Linked DNA regions of Macaca mulatta: region 2 is linked to region 1. The links are chromatin contacts, called in public Hi-C maps. All regions are on one chromosome and are shown on one strand. Each heading gives the region's core, a stretch centred on a gene start, on an enhancer-like site or on the middle of the called end of the contact. The rest is flanking DNA. Distances are from core to core; before and after follow the strand shown. Region 1 holds the start of PPDPF (pancreatic progenitor cell differentiation and proliferation factor). Region 2 holds the start of RTEL1 (regulator of telomere elongation helicase 1).

Region 1 (5,499 bases), core at 401-2,900:
GGACCAGCCCTCCCTGCTCCCTTCCCCCCGGCTGAAGGTGACACAGGGGCCCACCTCAGTGGCTGCCCTGGAGCCTGCTTGTCCAAGGGTCCCCGGAAGCAGCGGCGAATCCCGTCCTTCTCAGTCCCAGCAGCGGCCTCACAGAGTGAGGAGGCCCAGGAAGGCCTGGGAGCAGGGCCAGCCCCCATCAGGGAGTGAGGTCAGGAGGGATTCAGCCATTTCTCACACTCAAACGGAACCTCGGGCCGCACAGTTCAGGAACACACCATCGGGTACTGGCTGCTTGGAGTTTATTTTCCGCTTGGTGCCAGGTGCACAGTTCCAGATGTCAGGAAAGCTAGCGAGTGCCAGGGCCGGGCGGTAGAGAGCGGGGCCCTAACTCCTTTTTGGTGTCTGCTGTGTTGATGCGAAGGTCTGCTTGCTGCAGCCGCCTGGTCTACAGGGTGGGGAGTGGGAGGTGGGGAGGGGACGGGGGCGGGGAGCGGGGAAGGGCTCTGGTGGACTGGCGCCTCCGCTGGCCTCGGGCTGGTGGTAACCGCTCAGGTCAGGACGGGGGTCCAGCGCTGGCTGTGCTGGACTGACCGCCGGGCTGCTTCCTCGGGGCGTCCCGAGCCAGGCCACCGGTGGTCATGCTGCTGGAGGCCTGGGGGGGTTCCGGGTGCTCTGCGGACTCCAACACCGTGGCCATGAACGGGAGGGTGGACTTCCCGAAAAAGAAGCTGGCCCACCAGTGACCCGGGTCAGCCTTGGGGAGACCTGAGAGAAGCAAAGTGGGGTCTTGATGCTGCCAGCTCCTGGGGGCAGGGGCGGAGGGAGAGAGGAGCGGTCCTGCACTCACCTGGGGGGTGGGGAATGGCTTCCCCGGGGCACTCGGTACTGCCGCAGGAGCTGTTGCTGGAAGTGGAACCCAGGCGGCCTGGAGAGGAGAGGTCCCGTCAGCAACGCGGGGCACAGAGCCCCCCCCAGCCCACCGGCCTTCAGGCCGAGCGCTGGTTCCGCAGGCTGCACGGGGGCGGCACTGGCGCTAACAGAGCATCTACGTGGGCGGGGGGCAGAGGCTACTCACGCCGGTAGTAGTCGTGGGTGGCCACGAGCGAGCCGCTGGAGGGGATGGCCGCCATGCTCTGGCTTGCTGGCTGGTGGGACCTGCGCATTGGGGTCGGGGAGCCCCTCGGATCAGCGGGATTCCCTCAGGAAGGGCGCTCCCCAGCGGGTGGAGCCGCCACGCTGGGTTCTTTACCGAGGCGGGGCTCCCCAGCTCCCGGGACCGCCTTCGCTGCGCGGGGCGCGGGCGGCTCCAACCAGCCCGAACCGGCCGAGAGTGGAACAAAGGCGCTTTGTGCGCAGGGCACCGGCCCGGACGCCAGGAACCTGGTAGGCGCCGTCCCAACCCGCCCGACCCGGGAAGAGCCCGCCCGGGATCCCGCGCCCAGTGCTTGCTAGGGGGAGAGGAGAGGAGCCCCGGCCCTGCCCAGCGCCCCCAGCTCCTCCGGCCTGCTCGTCCCGCCCGCGCGCCGCGCCCCTCACCTGGGCGGCAACCCCTCGCGGGCCTCGGCGCACGATCACGGGTGGCGGGGACGGGGACGCTAAGCCACGGAGCCCATTTGCAGAGGAGACCGCGGGACACCGCGCCACGACAGAGACGCGCGCGCGCGCGGGGTGCGCACGCGCGGACGCGCACACTTATATGAGCGGGGGGGGGCCGCGGCGCGTCACGGAGGGCGGGCGCACCGGCTCCTCCCCGGGTCCCACTCGGCCCCGCCCCCTCCCCGCGTCCCGGAGAAGCTCCGCCCCCTCCCTGGGCCCCCACTCGGTCCCGCCCCCTCCCCGGGCCCCGCTCGGCCCCGCCCCCTCCCCGGGCCCCGCTGGGGCCCGGCCCTCAACTTCCTCCTTGGTGCGACTCTTGCCGTCTGGCGTGAGCTGAGCCCAGCACCGTGGCGTTCGTTCTCTTAAGGCGGCCCGGCTGGGCCTGGGTCTGCAGGGGTCAAAAGACTCCGGGTCCAGGAGTCCGGCCCCCGCCTCTCTCCCGGGCCCAGGCCCCCGTCTGCGACCCGTCTCGGACCCGTCTCGGAGCCCAGCCTGGTCCAGCCCGCCCCGTCCTCTTCAGCCCCTGTGGAGGCAACGGGGGCGCCGGGCGGGCCAAAGAGTGCTGTGCGCGCGGAGCTCCCCGGCCCGGCCTCCAGGGACTTCGCAGCCAGAGGAACCTGGATCCCTCCCGAGCCCGCCTCGCAACTCTGGCAGCTCCGGAACCTGCTTCCCCAGCCCCAGGCTGCGCCTGCTGCCCGCAGCGGGCGGTGAAAGGGTGTGCGGATGGAGGGGCAGTGGGAGGCGGGGCCCAGACGGAGAGCGCGGCGGATTTGGGTGGGTGAGGTGAGTCTCCAGTCGCTGGAGGCAGAGGCTGGGCCCCGCTGCTCAGAGACCCCATGTTTGGGGAACCCAGAGCGTTCCTGGCAGGGCCCTGGGGACGGTCCGCCATGCCCTGCTGTCAACTGTCAATCAGGAGGGGGCGCGCTTTCCCTTCCCAGGTAGAAAGGCGTCCGTCCCTCCTCTGCCCCCCCCCCCAGCTGAATCCTCCCCACACCTCCCTCGGCCCCGCAGGGGAAGTCGGCCTGCCCCTACGGAAGTCCCGTTTCTTTACACACCTGGTCCTGGCTGGGCGGTGTCTTCCCCGTCGCAGAGAGGGTCCGGGAGGTCCGTGGGGCGGCGCAGTCCGAGGGCTTCGGGAGTCAGCCTGGGTGGATTTGTTTCGTGGCTCTCGTTGCTGGCTGAGACGGCCGTGTGCCTGTGTTCCGGAGATCGAGGCCAACGGATGTAGGACTCTGCCCTCGCCAGGTGCTCAGTGAGGACCCAGAGCTGGGCAGGGACCCTGGGAGGCCCCTGAGCAAGACTTGGAGGGACGCCCTTGTGTTCCCGAGCACGTGGGGAAGGCGCTGTCCTGGGCCCTGCGCCGCTGTGTGTGTTCATTGCACGAGTGTGTTAAGCACCTACTATGTGCTCATGGCCAAGCCAAGCGCAGGGAACGGTGAACCAGGGAGAACGGCCTTCCCGCGGGGAGCACTGCAGAGGCTGCAGGGCATGGGAGGGGAGGGGGGTTCAGGTTTCAGCTGAGGTCTGCGGAAGGCTGCGGAAGGAGGGCAGGAAACCGCCCGAGCCCCACCTGGGATGGGGAGCTCTGTGCTGGGGAGCAGTGCCAGGACCTGCAATGGGAGAGGTGTGCAGCCCCGAGGGGTCACTTATGAGGCAGATGGGTCAGTCGGGTTGACACTGGGAGGGTGGAAGTTTCTGGCAAGACCTGGGCTTGTCTCTGGAGGCTTGCACTGCCGGCCCAAGGACCCACAGCCCAGGGCTCGCCCACCACAGCCTCCTGCATCCGTGTGGGCCACGGGTACTTCCCCAGACAGCCCCTCACATAGGCCTCAAACTGACTGCGCCTTCAGGGTCAAGACAGTGCATCGGCGTGGGCAGGGGCTGGGAGACACTTAAAGCCCAGGACACTTAAAGCCCAGGAAGTGGGGATGGGGCCTGGGAAGCAGGACACCCCATCTCTGAAGCTGTGATCTGCCCCTGCTGAACCCAGGGCATGGTGGTTACCTGAGCTGGGGTACAGCTGGGTGGGGTGAGGGCTGGTGCCAAACCTTGGGGTCCTGGCCAGGACTCTCGGAGCAGCACTGCCCCAGTGTGGGCAAAGGGAGTGGGACCGCCGGGTCAGATCTCCTGTGGCTGACCCATCCCATGGGGGCTCTGAGCACAGAGGGCTGGGCCTTGAGGAGTTCCCTGGAGAAGGGGGCTGGCTTAGGGCCCTCACAGGGGTCCGGAGACCTCTCCTGGTCGGGCTGGGGGCTGCTTTTGGCCTTGTCTAGACCGGGCACAGTACCTGTGGGCAGAGATGGGGTAGCCAGGGGGCCCCACCCTTGCCCGTGGCAGCTCAGGAACTAAGGCTGGGTAAATGCAGTGTGAGCACTAGAGCATCGAGGGGCTCCGGGCGGCAGGGCCAGCGTGTGTGAAGGCCTCGGGGCCTGAAGGAGCTGTGGTAGTGGTGGGTTTGGGGAGGCTGGAGCCAGGTTCTGCCCGGACAGCATCTGCTCCCCAGTGGGACTGAGGCTCTGTTCCTCCCTGTGGCCTCCCCAGGCTGGCTCAGGCCTGGGCAGCTGTCAGGGGGCAGTGAAGGGAAAGGGGCCAGGCAGAGTGCTAACTCACCGCTTTGCTTGGGGTCCTGAGACCCACCCCTCTGGCCTTCAAGAAGCCACAGAACTCCCATCCCCGACGCAGAGCTGTGCCCACCCTAAGGATGGAGGCACCTCGACCATCGCAGAAGAGGGCCAGGGCTGCCGAGGGGCTGTGAGACTAGGGGGACACTCAGGACGCCCCTCTCTCAGGTTGGAGTTGCAACTCCCTCGAGTGGGGGCTGGGAGACCTGCTGTTCTATCTTCAAGAGCCAATCATTGGCAGTTAGTGGGGAGCCGTTTGGTGCTGTTGGATTAGATGGGGCTCCATTCACACTGACCCTGCAGCTCTGGCCAGCAGAGCCTCCCACGGCCAGCTCCGGACGCCAACACCTTGTCTCACTGGGGGCAGGCCTATGCTGGGCAGGGACACCAGGCAGGGTCACAGGCTACGGCCTGTCTCTAGCCGAGGGCAAGGCTAGCTGTGCGCTGGGGTCAGCCTGTGCCAGGCCAGGTCTGGGACCCTGCAGGGAGCAAGGTACTCAGTCGGCCGCATTGTGGTCACCTCCTGACAGGGGCTCTGTCCTGTTAGACCTGTACCAGGCCAGTCCTCAGGGGCAGACACTGAGACGGGGTTTGGGGTGCAGGGTGAGTACTGGGGATCAGCACCTGGGAAGGGGTGGGGAGGGTGCAGGGCCGGGCAGGGACTATTGGGGTGGCCTGCGTTGGGCTCGGCTGGCATAGCCTTTGTGGCTTGCTTGGACCCAGATTTGGCTGCCCAGGGACGGGAGACCCTGGTGAGGTGTCTGTGGCCCAAGCCCACCCTGAAGGAGCCATGGGGCCATCTGCCGATCACGCCGGACAGCAAGGCCTTCTCGGGTCTCCCGCTTCCCTCTAGGCCGGCCTGACCCAGCTCACCTCATTCTCAACCTCACCAACCAACATCAGTCACAGAGTCGGAAAGGAGGGATTTTCATTTTCCTTTAAAGGGAAAAGGTGAAAACTGCATTTAATAAGCCGGGCCAGTGGGGGCTCTGTGAGCCCCTCTGCACAGTAAGCCTCAGAGACGCTGCATGATGGTCCCGGGGCATCCTGGCCAAGGTGGGAGAAAGCTGCCGGGCCCGTTGGGATCCCCAGCCTCTGTGAGGACCCGCGGGATGCCCTCAGGGGCTGCCCCCTGGATCTTGTCTCCTCTGAGGTGCAGTGGAGGCGGCAGACGACGCTGGCCCACATCCTTGTCAGGTGGAGGACCTGCCAACTGGCCGCTGGCCGTGGCTCTTGCTGGGAGCCGCGTGGCCTGGACTTGGACCCACGTCCACCTCTCTCAGGCTGCCTG
Region 2 (5,150 bases), core at 409-2,908, 130 kb before region 1:
GCCTCTCCAGCTCTCTGCCCTCCTGGCTGGCTGGAGGCCATTCCCCATCCCGCCTGGGTGGGCAACCAGATGCAGCCAAAGTAGCGAAAGAGTATCCCGGGATGCCAATCCGTGCAGCCCTCAGCAAGTCACTCAACTTCTCTAAGCCTCAGTCCCGCTTGGGAACTGGGACTAACAGACCAGACACGGACACACGGAATATCGGCCCTTCCCTCCAGCCCCGGCCATCGGCTCAGCCAGCGCCCACGAGCGCAGGAAACTACAGGTCCCAAAATGCAGTGCGGCCAATCCGCCGACCCGCGGCCCCGAGGGCGGCACGGGGCCTGCCGGGAGCTGTAGTTTCGAAAACCGCAAGGCGCCCACGAGCCACTCGAGTAAACCACTTACAGAGTCACTGCGACTCACTGCTCACTTGTCTCCGGGGCGAACCTTCCAGAACCGGGGGCCCTCAGGAACTCAACCGACTGCAGTCGAGCGCCGCCACGGCGTCCCCAGCTATCAGCCAGTTCAGACTTCGCGGGCAGAGGCGCGCATCGCCACTGATCCCACTGCACTTCCGCCCCCACTTCCGGTCCGCTGCTTTGTGCTCCCGGCGGAAACTGTTCCCCCGCGGAGGGGGTCCGCCTGCTCTTCGGCTCCTCCAGGCCTACGGGGCCGTTCGCGCGTTCTGTGTGCGGCTGCCCTGCCCAGTGAACCTCACTTCCATCGCCCACAGGCAGCAGAAATCTGGGGTCCCGCCCGTCTCCTTCCTTGATGTCATCCCCCACCAGGGTCTCCGTTCCACTACCGCCTCTCTAGGCCGAGCCACCACCGTTGCCCGGAGAGCTGCACGGGCCTCGTCCCCAGAGGCGTCTTTTTACTGCTCAAGTGTGAGCTGACCGCTTTCCTGAAAATTTGAAAATGGCTGCCCCTTGCCCAGGACCCGGTTCCTGAGAGCCCTGACCGCCTCCTCTCCCTCCTCTCCTGCTCTGTCCAGCTTCTGCTCGGGTCACTGGCCCCGCACTGGCCCCGGCGGCCTCCCTGAGTCCCCAGCACCCGGCACTGGCTGGCAGCAGGGCGGACCCCAAGAGCGAGGCCCGCACAGTTCTGCGGGGTCAGCCCAGCGTGAGGGACGCTAGTCTCAGGCGGCCCCAGCCCCCGTGCCCCAGAAGGCCCCAGGAGGAAGCTGGCGCTGCGTGACCGCGCACGGTTGGGTTTCATGTCCACGGACGGCACAGGCGATGCCCTGCGTGCCCATGCTCGTGGGTGTGAGCTAGTGCTCGGAGAAGCCCCAGCACTCACTGGCACCCAGCCCCGTGTGCCTGTTCGGGTGAAGGAACCGCGGGCTGCCCGTCTGAGACCCGGCAGGGAGTGGAAGACGAGGAGACCAGCCACACAGGCTTGTGGAATGAATGGGCACCACAAGTTTCAGTGCCCCCCATACGTGCTGATACGGCTCGTCTCTGTGTCCCACCCAAGTCTCACCTCGAATTGTAATCCCCGCGTGTGGAGGGAGGGAGGGACCGGGAGGGAGCTGATTGGATCATGGGGTCAGTTTCCTCCAGGCTGTTCTCATAAAAGTGAGTGCTCAGGAGACCGGATGGTTTAAAAGTGGCAGTTTCCCCTTCTCTCTCTCGCTTTCTGCTGCTGCCATGTAAGACCTGGGAACTGGGACTAACATAGACTTCACCTTCTGCCATGATTTTTTTTTTTTTTTTTTTTTTTTTTTTTTTTTTTTTTTTTTAGACAGAGTTTTGGCTCTTTTTGCCCAGGCTGGAGTGCAATGGCACAATCTTGGCTCACTGCAACCTCCACCTCCTGGGTTCAAGCAATTCTCCTGCCTCAGCCTCCCAAGTAGCTGGGATTGCAGGTGCGCGCCACTAAGCCTGGCTAATTTTTTATATTTTTAGTAGCGATGGAGTCTGACCATGTTTGCCAGGGAGGTCTCAAACTCCTGACCTCAGGTGATCCGTCTGCCTTGGCCTCCAAAGTGCTGGGATTACAGGTGTGAGCCATCACACCCGGCCTCAGGTAGTATCTTAACAGCAGTGTGAGATTCGACAAATGATTGACACACTTCTCCTCTGGATGACCTCTGGAATAAGTCCTCTCTTTTTCTTTTCTTTTCTTTTCTTTTCTTTTTTTTTTTTTTTTTTTTTGAGACTAAGTTTTGCTCTTGTCCCTCAGGCTGGAGTGCAGTGACACAATCTTGGCTCACTACAACCTCTGCCTCCGGGGTACAAGCAATTCTGCCTCAGCCTCTCGAGTAGCTGGGATTACAGGCGCCTGCCACCACGCCTGACTAATTTTTGTATTTTTAGTAGAGACGGGGCTTCACCACGTTGGCGAGGCTGGTCTCGAGCTCCTGACCTCAGGTGATCCACCCACCTCAGCCTCCTACAGTGCTGGGATTACAGGTGTGAGCCAGATAAGTCCTCTCATTGTCCACACTTTCTGTGTGAAAAAATGAGGCACAGGGCGTTGAGCAGATTGCCCAGAGTCTGCCCAGGAGCCAGGAGTTTTACCTTTTGCTGCCACACACTCCATCTCCTAAGAGCAGTGACCAGGAAAGGCTGTCCTGTGGACTGAACTGAAGTCTGAGTCATCTGCTCCTTGCCAGCTGCTAGAGGAGCATTCTGGCCTTGGGCAGTCAGGAATTCCTGTGCCCTTGCCCTCCTCCTCTAATTGCTGATGTAGCCACAGCTCCAGCATACAGCAGGTGCTTGACGGATGTCTGTTGAATGACTGAGTGTTCTGTTGAGGTATAGGGCTCCTCCTAGGATCCAGGGTTAATTTCCTTTTCTTTTCTTTTTTTTTTTTTTTTGAGACAGAGTCTTGCTCTGTCACCCAGGCTGGAGTGCAGTGGTGCGATCTCGGCTCCCTGCAACCTCCACCTCCCAGGTTCAAGCGATTCTGCTTCCTCAGCCTCCTGAGTAACTGGGATTACAGGCGCCAGCCACCACACCCGGCTAAGTTTTGTATTTTTAGTAGAGGTGAAGTTTCACCATGTTGGTCAGGCTGGTCTTGAACTCCTGACTTTGTGATCCGCCTGCCTCAGCCTCCCAAAGTGTTAAGATTACAGGCGTGAGCCACCACACCCAGCCAAGCCAGGGTTAATTTCAAGAGTGCAGAGGTCTGATAAAAGTCACACTTTATGAAAAAAATATATATATACATATTTTTGAGACAGAGTGTTGCTGTTGTCGCCGAGGCTGGAGTGCAATGGTCTGATCTCGGCTCACTGCAACCTCCCCGTCCCTGGTTCAAGTGATTCTCCTGCTTCAACCTCCCAAGTAGCTGAGATTACAGGCATCTGCCACCACACCTGGCTAATTTTTGTATTTTTAGGATAGATGGGGTTTTACTATGGTGGCCAGGCTGGTCTCAAACTCCTGACCACAGGTGATCTGCCCACCTTGGCCTCCCAAGTGTTGGAATGTGAGCCACTGCACCCAGCCAAAACATTGTTTTTTGAGACGAAGTCTCCCTCCGTCGCCCAGGCTGGAGCGCAGTGGTGTGATCTCCGCTCACTGCAAGCTCCGCCTCCCGGGTTCACGCCATTCTCCCGCCTCAGCCTCCCAAGTAGCTGGGACTACAGGCGCCCGCCACCACGCCTGGCTAATTTTTTGTATTTTTAGTAGAGACGGGGTTTCACCTTGTTATCCAAGATGGTCTCGATCTCCTGACCTCGTGATCCGCCCATCTTGGCCTCAAAAAGTGCTGGGATTATAGGTGTGAGCCACCGCGCCCGGCCCAAAACATTACTAGCACTGGTGTGCATGTGAAAAACATCTTTGAAATGCTCATGCACTTCCTGCATTTGATCTTGGTGAGAAGTCAAAATCTGCTCCAAGACCTGGCACTATATTGGGGCAAACAGTCAGTACAGCTATTGTGTGTGTTTGTTAATGCACTAACAGTACACCTATTGTGTGCCTGCTAGCATGCTGTCAGTACTCCTATTGCGTGTGCCTGCCAGTGCACTGAGAGTCAGTACACCTATGGCATGTGCATGCTGTCAGTACAGCCACTGTGTATGCCTGCTAGCACGCTGACAGTCAGTACAGCTAACAGTCAGTACCTCTGTTGCATGTGCCTGCTAAGGTGCTGACCGTCAGTACCCCTGTTGTGTGTGCCTGCTAGGGTGCTGACCGTCAGTACCCCTGTTGTGTGTGCCTGCTAGGGTGCTGACCGTCAGTACCCCTGTTGTGTGTGCCTGCTAGGGTGCTGACCGTCAGTACCCCTGTTGTGTGTGCCTGCTAGGGTGCTGACCGTCAGTACCCCTGTTGTGTGTGCCTGCTAGGGTGCTGACCGTCAGTACCCCTGTTGTGTGTGCCTGCTAGTGCACACTGTGCCCATCTACTGTGTTCCTGGTGCTATGCCATGGGCTTCCACACACCTGGTCCCTGTGCTCCAGATGAGGACACAGAGGCTCAGAGAGGGCCTGGTCAGAGTCACAATGAGTGTGAGGCATTGCAGTGCTCTGAGCCTGACGGGGTAGGTCCTGCCCCACCCACATGAGAAGACTCTGGAGGTCTCAGAGAGGGCTACTCTTGATCCTTAGTACCTGAGTTCCAGCACCCAGGGCTGGAGTCTGCCTGAAGGATGCTGACCATCCCCAACTGCCACTGTGGTGGCCAACAGGGAGGACGCGGCTGCTGTGGTGGGCAGCTCTGTGTGCCTCTCCGCCCTTCCTCCTCCTTCCTAGGTGGGTTCCTAGGAATAGCCCAGGGGCCAGCACCTCTGTGTGTATATTAGTTCGATATGGTTTCATAGCAAATCACCACAAACCCAACAGCTTAAAACAACCCTCATTTATTACCTCCTAATTCTTAGTATCCCAAGGCTGAAACCAAGTGGGCAGCTGGGCTGAGTTATTGTGTGGAGGCCCTGGGGTCAAACCTGCCTCCAAGCCCATTCTCTTCTTGTTGGCAGAACTCACTTCCTTGCGGTTAAGGTCTTGTCGTCTTGCTGGCTGTTGGCCGGGAGCAGTTCTCAGATCCTTGCCACGTGTCCCCTCGTCTCAACAGCAGAGAACCTTCTTTGCTTTGATCCCCCAATTTCTTCAACCAGGCAAAGGAAACTGCTTTTAAAGGGCTCCTGTGATGAGGTCAGGGCCTGCCTGATGATCCTCCTGTCTTAAGGGTACCTCTGAGCCACACAGTGTCACC

What was found. Hi-C and Micro-C count contacts between places; a contact is called where the count stands out from the background.
Region 2: a contact with region 1 is called in a Hi-C map of fetal cortex germinal zone, with 2.6 times the contacts expected there. The contact joins the promoter of RTEL1 here to the promoter of PPDPF in region 1. A contact is called at or near these places in 2 of 14 Hi-C or Micro-C datasets (fetal cortex germinal zone and liver).

What each region holds. Positions count from the first base shown.
Region 1 is chr10:116,388,155-116,393,653 of T2T-MMU8v2.0, reverse strand. PPDPF (pancreatic progenitor cell differentiation and proliferation factor) reads right to left here and starts at 1,650. Exons shown (of 4, transcript NM_001266949.1): 1 at 1,528-1,650; 2 at 1,067-1,146; 3 at 839-916; 4 at 279-756. The coding sequence starts at 1,121. The coding sequence ends at 545. LOC114670575 reads left to right here and starts at 1,688. Exons shown (of 6, transcript XM_077949132.1): 1 at 1,688-1,859; 2 at 1,921-2,302; 3 at 4,739-4,811; 4 at 5,062-5,159; 5 at 5,368-5,499. The coding sequence starts at 1,688.
Region 2 is chr10:116,514,805-116,519,954 of T2T-MMU8v2.0, reverse strand. RTEL1 (regulator of telomere elongation helicase 1) reads right to left here and starts at 1,658. Exons shown (of 35, transcript XM_077952198.1): 1 at 1,465-1,658.